2 separate regions of the Mus musculus genome follow, and region 1 is linked to region 2. Evidence: chromatin contacts called from public HiChIP or PLAC-seq data. All regions are on one chromosome and are shown on one strand. The core of a region is the stretch at or near the end of the contact, and the rest is flanking DNA. Distances in the headings are between cores, read along the strand shown.

The links. HiChIP or PLAC-seq counts read pairs in DNA pulled down with a chosen protein or histone mark.
Region 1: a contact with region 2 is called in an H3K27ac HiChIP or PLAC-seq map of SST interneurons, with 2.2 times the contacts expected there. The contact joins the promoter of Sst here to the enhancer-like site in region 2. A contact is called at or near these places in 10 of 39 promoter capture datasets (the 3T3-L1 cell line, HPC-7-derived erythroid cells, embryonic stem cells and 6 more), 4 of 484 Hi-C or Micro-C datasets (the HPC-7 cell line, cerebral cortex, cortical neurons and 1 more), 2 of 115 datasets of contacts at active chromatin or transcription factors (SST interneurons and astrocytes) and 1 of 9 other capture datasets (embryonic stem cells).

What each region holds. Positions count from the first base shown.
Region 1 is chr16:23,889,183-23,892,672 of GRCm38.p6, reverse strand. Sst (somatostatin) reads left to right here and starts at 1,829. Exons shown (of 2, transcript NM_009215.1): 1 at 1,829-2,066; 2 at 2,732-3,092. The coding sequence starts at 1,929. The coding sequence ends at 2,944.
Region 2 is chr16:23,685,351-23,688,585 of GRCm38.p6, reverse strand. No RefSeq gene overlaps it. Among named protein-coding and RNA genes, the nearest start is that of Rtp4, 77 kb to the right of the region's middle. Within about 2 kb of position 1,660, at least 1 of the 459 cell types and tissues checked has an H3K27ac peak or open chromatin away from gene starts, as enhancers often do. A contact at or near this core is called in SST interneurons, where this site is marked.

The DNA.
Region 1 (3,490 bases), core at 580-3,079, 200 kb before region 2:
ATGGTAGACAAGGATGGAGTGAGAAATACCTGACATAGAATGTTAGAGGAGTATAAGAGAAAGAGAGATGATTAGAGGTAGAGAGAATGGGTAAGATTGGACAAGGGCAGGCACAGAGCTCTGGGAAGGGAGGGAAGCAGAAAAGCAAGATGCCCACGCACTGCTTGTGTTTCTCCTTTGGTTTTCATTTTTCTATTTTGTGTGTCTGCCAAGGGCCAGGTTCCCCAGTAGGAGAGATAGGAGGTCCCTTGAAGATGCCACAGGACAGGTGACCGATGTGGCCTCTGAGACCCCAGCCTGAAGCCTGCAAAGATCTGAGTATGCACAGGGACAAGACTTATTTTTCTGGGTTTGGGTTCCATAGCTCTAGATTCACCGCTCTTACTGACTTTTCCAACACAGGAGCCAGTTTCAGTTTAATGCGTTGTTCTGTGCTCCCCCTGCCTGGAAGCTTTGGCACTTCTTACCCTCTCTGCCTTGGCTTACAGATACAAAAGGAAATGTTATCTCAAGCTGTTTCAAGATACTGACTAACCCCTCTTACCTGTCCACTTCGTTTTTTAGGTGCAAGTGTTGAGAATGGTGTCAGAATGCACCTAATTCATAGTGCGTGGTAGACATCAGCATTGTGCAAACCCTCTGCGTCACCTGACTTCTGAAGCTGTGCATTTAAAAAAACCTCTACTGTTGGCTTCTCTGACTACCCTAAGATGTTAGTCCTTGAATTGCCTGTGGAGATTACCTGTTCTATGCCAGGAATGGAGCTGGCATTTCCTTAATGAGCAGTTACTTTGAAAGCGGCAGCCTTAGCTGGCAACCAGATGCAAACACTCAATTTGATGAACTAATAGACTTCCTTAAACTCCCTCTGCAGTAGAAGAGAGGCCTAGACAGTCTGTTGATTCGTTACTCACATAGATATACAATGGCTACACACTGCCTTAATGTGTGCCCATCCTGGAGATTCCTAACCTAGCCGCTCAGGAATCTGTCAGAACACACACAGCAGTGCACAAGAACCCTGGCCTTAGAGTCTAGATGCCTCTGCTCTTCCAACTGTACAGAGAAATGATCTGCCAGTCCCTTAAGCTTTCTTGGTTCAAGTTCTGAGGCTTGTTAGATGATTTCTGAGACTGATTCCCAGGGCTGTTTCCAGGTGCCAAATGTAGGCTTTCTTTCTCCCCCTCCCTCCTGTGTGTGTGTGTGTGTGTCTGTCTGTCTGTCTATCTGTCTCTCCAGTGGTTTTCTTTTGTTAAAATATAAAGATAGGCCGCTTGGACAAAGTGAGGTTCCTTTACAGCTCAATTTCATCCCTTTTTTCCTACAAGGCTTTAAGAGATGGAGGGAGAGAATATAGTTCAGTCCTCTTAATTGCAAATTCATTCTGAGATTGTTTCCTAGACAGATCGCTCTAAGTCTCACTCGCCATACAAAAAGTTAAAGGTGAATGCAAGTCCAGTAATCTGGGTACATTGACAGGTACCCAACTGAGTGTGATGATGTATTGCTAACCAAGGACTGAGTGATCTCTGTGTAATTAAGTGTGCTCCTATGTGGCTGAAATATGGGAGCGGCATGTCAGCACTGAGTGAAGGTAAGATTGTTTGGTCTCTGTGGCATGGAGAATTTCATGTGCCTGCGTGGGTGCAGGCTTTCTTTTTCTTTTTTTTAAAAAAATAAACCACTTTAGATCGTGTCGCCTCCCCTCACTTCTGTGATTGATTTTGCGAGGCTAATGGTGCGTAAAAGCACTGGTGAGATCTGGGGGCGCCTCCTTGGCTGACGTCAGAGAGAGAGTTTAAAAAGGGGAGACCGTGGAGAGCTCCATAGCGGCTGAAGGAGACGCTACCGAAGCCGTCGCTGCTGCCTGAGGACCTGCGACTAGACTGACCCACCGCGCTCCAGCTTGGCTGCCTGAGGCAAGGAAGATGCTGTCCTGCCGTCTCCAGTGCGCCCTGGCTGCGCTCTGCATCGTCCTGGCTTTGGGCGGTGTCACCGGCGCGCCCTCGGACCCCAGACTCCGTCAGTTTCTGCAGAAGTCTCTGGCGGCTGCCACCGGGAAACAGGTAAGGACTGTCCCCCTTACGAATCCCCCAGCCTTCCTGCTGCAGCCCCTGCGACAGGTGTTTAGCGGGCGCTTCTCAGAGTCGCTCAGCCCCTAAGCTCCCAGGGAAACTTTTGAAGTTAGGGTCCCCTCTTACTCTTTTCAGAATTGATCAGCGCAGGTGGTCACCTTGCAGGTAAGTTCCTCCCTGGCTTTCAAGAAAATTCAGAAAGCAGGTAGGAGAGACTGGGCTCTATCCCTGGTGCTGGCAAGAGGGTTGCTGACCCCGGTGCTGAAACGCAATGTTTGTTCACAAAACGATTCTGGGGCAAGAGGCTCTTCAGTTTATGGGAAGGTTTGCTTTTACCTTTCAAAAAATCTGGCAAGAACTCAGCTCCACTTCATATCTCATCACAGGAAAATGGAGCTGCGCAAACTATTGGCATTCTATGTAGTTATAAACGACTTCTTAATCATCTGTGATTTCTCTGTGTTTTAAGGCAGAGCACTTTCTGAAAGACTTGCGTTTGGGGAAGCTTTTTTTCTCCTGCATAATCTAATGAATACATACAGCAATCACCCATATGATTGTGAAAACTGGGTTTTGAGTGATTAAATCTTACTTTCAAACCACATTTTCCCCCCTCTCCCATTCCTCCCTTTTGTTCTTCTCACTGCCCTATCCAGGAACTGGCCAAGTACTTCTTGGCAGAGCTGCTGTCCGAGCCCAACCAGACAGAGAATGATGCCCTGGAGCCCGAGGATTTGCCCCAGGCAGCTGAGCAGGACGAGATGAGGCTGGAGCTGCAGAGGTCTGCCAACTCGAACCCAGCAATGGCACCCCGGGAACGCAAAGCTGGCTGCAAGAACTTCTTCTGGAAGACATTCACATCCTGTTAGCTTTAATATTGTTGTCCTAGCCAGACCTCTGATCCCTCTCCCCCAAACCCCATATCTCTTCCTTAACTCCTGGCCCCCGATGCTCAACTTGACCCTGCATTAGAAATTGAAGACTGTAAATACAAAATAAAATTATGGTGAGATTATGAAGAGCAAGCGTTTGACTTCTTATTGAGTAAATTGTTTTGTTCAGAAATACATGATGAGCATGGGTTGTGGTTTCCGTAAACATATTTTAGGTGTACATACCCACATACACAAAGGTGTATTGAAAATTCCCTGCGGTAATAAAAGTTAGACTTTAAAAATGACTGTTCCTTTAAAACTTGAATAACTTTGAATGTCTATAAATTGAACCATGTATCCGAATGATGGCTATTGGGAACAGCTGCCATAAACATCCTTTGCATGTTAAAGACATTTGGGAATAGCTGTAGGATTACCAAAATGTGTTTTAGAATTTATGGGCAGTCAGGCTGAAGCGCTTAACACTGTACTATGCTGATTCACAAAACATAAAACATATTTAAAATGGAAAGAAAATAA
Region 2 (3,235 bases), core at 411-2,910:
GATAATAGTTTTCTTCCTACATGTATGTCTTAACCTCTGTGTCAAGCTGACACTGGACAGGAGGGTAGACTGTTGCTTGTCTGAATCACTGAGATAATGTTCTTTCAATTAAAAATTGCTCTATAAATTAACTATAAAAACTTTCTTATAAAGGAATCATGAAAGTTGAATCAGAAAATATCTGCTCTATGAATAGAGGCCATTTGGGCTCACTGACTCTCTTCTTTGTCAACCTGACAAGCTGAGTCACCTAGAAAGAGAGAACCTCAGTTGAGGAATTGCCTGTATTAGATTGGCAGATGGGCTTGTCTGTGGGGCATCTTCTTAATTGCTAATACAGGAGGGCTCAACCCACTGTAGGTTGTACCATTACTGGACAAGCAGACCTGGTTTATGTAAGAAAAGTAGCTGAGCAAACCAGAGGAAGCAAACCTTCCTCTGTGGTTTCTGCTTTAGTTCCTGCCTCCAGGTTCCTGTGTTGAGCTCCTGCTCTGACTTCTCTCAGTGATGGATTGACACCTGGTAACTGTAAGATGAAATAAATCCTTTCTTACCTTAAGTTGGTTTGGTTAGTGTCTTATTATAGCAACAGAGAAGTAAACTATAACACTGAGTGATCTGGGTCTTCTACATACACAGCTCTTGTTTTGATGCACAATAAACCTCAATCTCTGTTCACTTTTGAATAACCATTGACCTGTGGAAGTGCTTATGGAGGTTGGAGTAAGACACACAGAACAGAAAAAGAACCCAATACCAAGACCAGGTTAACTTCAAGGCTCTTGAAGAAATGCTGGGCTCTGCCTATTCTTAGACTGTGACTTGGAGAGTGGCAGAGGCATCAGGTCTAGTGATGACTAGAGAATTACAATATGAGAACAGAGTAGGGCAGATTTGGGAGGCGGTATGAGAATTTGGAATGTGAATGTTCCTGCCCACTTAGACCAACTCCTTCAGGATCCCTTTGCTCAAACATGGGAAACAGGAGAGTCTGATTCAATGATAATACCAGTCTGCATTCTCATGTAAAATCATGGCAGTTATCTGTTTTGTTTTTTCTTCTATTCAATGTGTGCTAATAGTGGAAGACTCATACCCCCAGCACAATACTTTGTGTTCAAGGTGATACCTGCTTCCCTGGAAAAGCTATCCAGAGCCCCAAATTCTCCATGACTACCTTGGTCATGGAACACAAGAGAGCCCAGAATCACTGTGAGTATAGTGTACTCATTAGAAGTAAGGTATTAAGCAGCTCTGTGATCCCTGGCCTGCAGGAGCATGATAATGAGAGATGGGCAAGAAGCTCAGGAGGATGTAAGACACACCTAGCTGGTAAATACACAGCACAGTGTAACGCAGTGAGTACCATGAGAAAAGTGCAATGGAACTACTGAGAGGCACCGAGAGGCAGTGACAGAGGGAGACAGTAACTCTGAAGTCCTTAGGGGATGCCATATTTCAGCTAGGCTTTAAATGATAGGAAGAATTCGGACAAGTAGCTTTCTGAAAGAGACAAGGGGATTCCAGACAGCGATGAGAATGAGTCAAATCACTGGGGTGAGAAAGCAGCGACTTTGCTCAGGCATAAGCGAGTGGCTCCATTTGGCTGGAACATATGTCGCATGAGAAGGGATGTTGAGAGACAAGATTTACCCACCAGAGGAAAGCAATCAGGGCTTCTCCGGGGTAAAATGGAAGCTGCATACAGAATGATGGCAGAGCAGTCTTTTCAGCCACAGAGAGATAATCAGAGCGTCCTACGGCACTCACAGCATCTTGGCAGCAAGGTTTTTCACCAGCCTCTCTGTTTACAAAAAGCAGAGTCTGTGATTAAACTTTTCTCATTTCAGGTGGAAAAGAAAGAAGATAACCTTTGAGCATGGAACATTAGTTGCCAGTTAATTATCAGAGCTGGGCTTAGCAGCAAGCAGCTCTCAGCAACCTAATTCCAATTCATACCCTGTTCTTAACAGGCACGTGGCTCTCTTTTTAGGTATTAGGTCATATAGCCAATCACAGAGTTCTTACATCAATAGCACTGAGATTAAAATTCTCTATAAATTTAGAGCAAGTTCAACTTATTCCATCATATTTACTAGTGGGGGGGGGGGGTTGCGGGGGTGTACATGGGCTGTATTTTTTTTTTTTTAAGATTTATTTATTATATGTAAGTACACTGTAGCTGTCTTCAGACACTCCAGAAGAGGGCGTCAGATCTTGTTACGGATGGTTGTGAGCCACCATGTGGTTGCTGGGATTTGAACTTCAGACCTTCAGAAGAGCAGTTGGGTGCTCTTACCCACTGAGCCATCTCACCAGCCCCACATGGGCTATATTTTATAAAACATAACACAAGTTGCCTGTCTTCCAGCATGTGGCTACACAAAATAATCATTCCATCTTAAAGCCAAGGTTATGCTGTACATATATTGGGGACATGAGCAAGAATAGCCAAGTCTGTATTGCACACGTAGAAGGGACTTGAGTAACAGTCAGTGACAAGACTTTGGTGCTAAAGCTTCTTAGTTTTGATGGTAACTACTAAAGCTACATCATTTGTATTTCCAGAAACTAAGTACCTTGCTGCACTAGGTTCTTGTCCTCCCCTTTCCTGGCAATCCCCAGTCAAGCACAACCACAAGAGAACCTTATTTATCACCTGTCACTGGTGTACATGCCTCTCCCTGGTCATTCCTACCAATGGCTAATCTCAGGCCAAAGGGGACATTTTAAGCCACCCCTTCTTAGTTATCTAGGACTCAAACAGACATGAGCATTCTAGGTTCTCTAAGTAAAGCTTTCCCTTCTACAGGTGTTTGCTTGGTTTAAAGGTTTCCCCCCTGTGCAGTTTTCTATTTTCTCTTTCCCTTATCTCTGACATTTCTATGAAGAGGCTAAAGACACTAGTTGGTCAGGCATTGTGTATATCTTCCCAACTGAGCCAATAAAATTCCTGCCAACCCAAGGATGAGATCTGTTCTGTTGGGCTTCCCTTTGACATAGTTACAAGCCATGGCTGTTACCTCTGGCACCTGAACCATGTTGGGCTCATAGGAACAAGTGTTCAGTGAACCTTCCTGGGAACACCTTCATAGACACACCCAGACGTCTGTCTCCATAGTGATCATAATCTCACTAAATTGAGAATGGAAGATTCTCATCCTCTGTTACAAAATGTGTAGTCTTCATGTTTGTTTTCTTTAAGAGATGTTTGCAACTTTGTTGCAGTGTAATA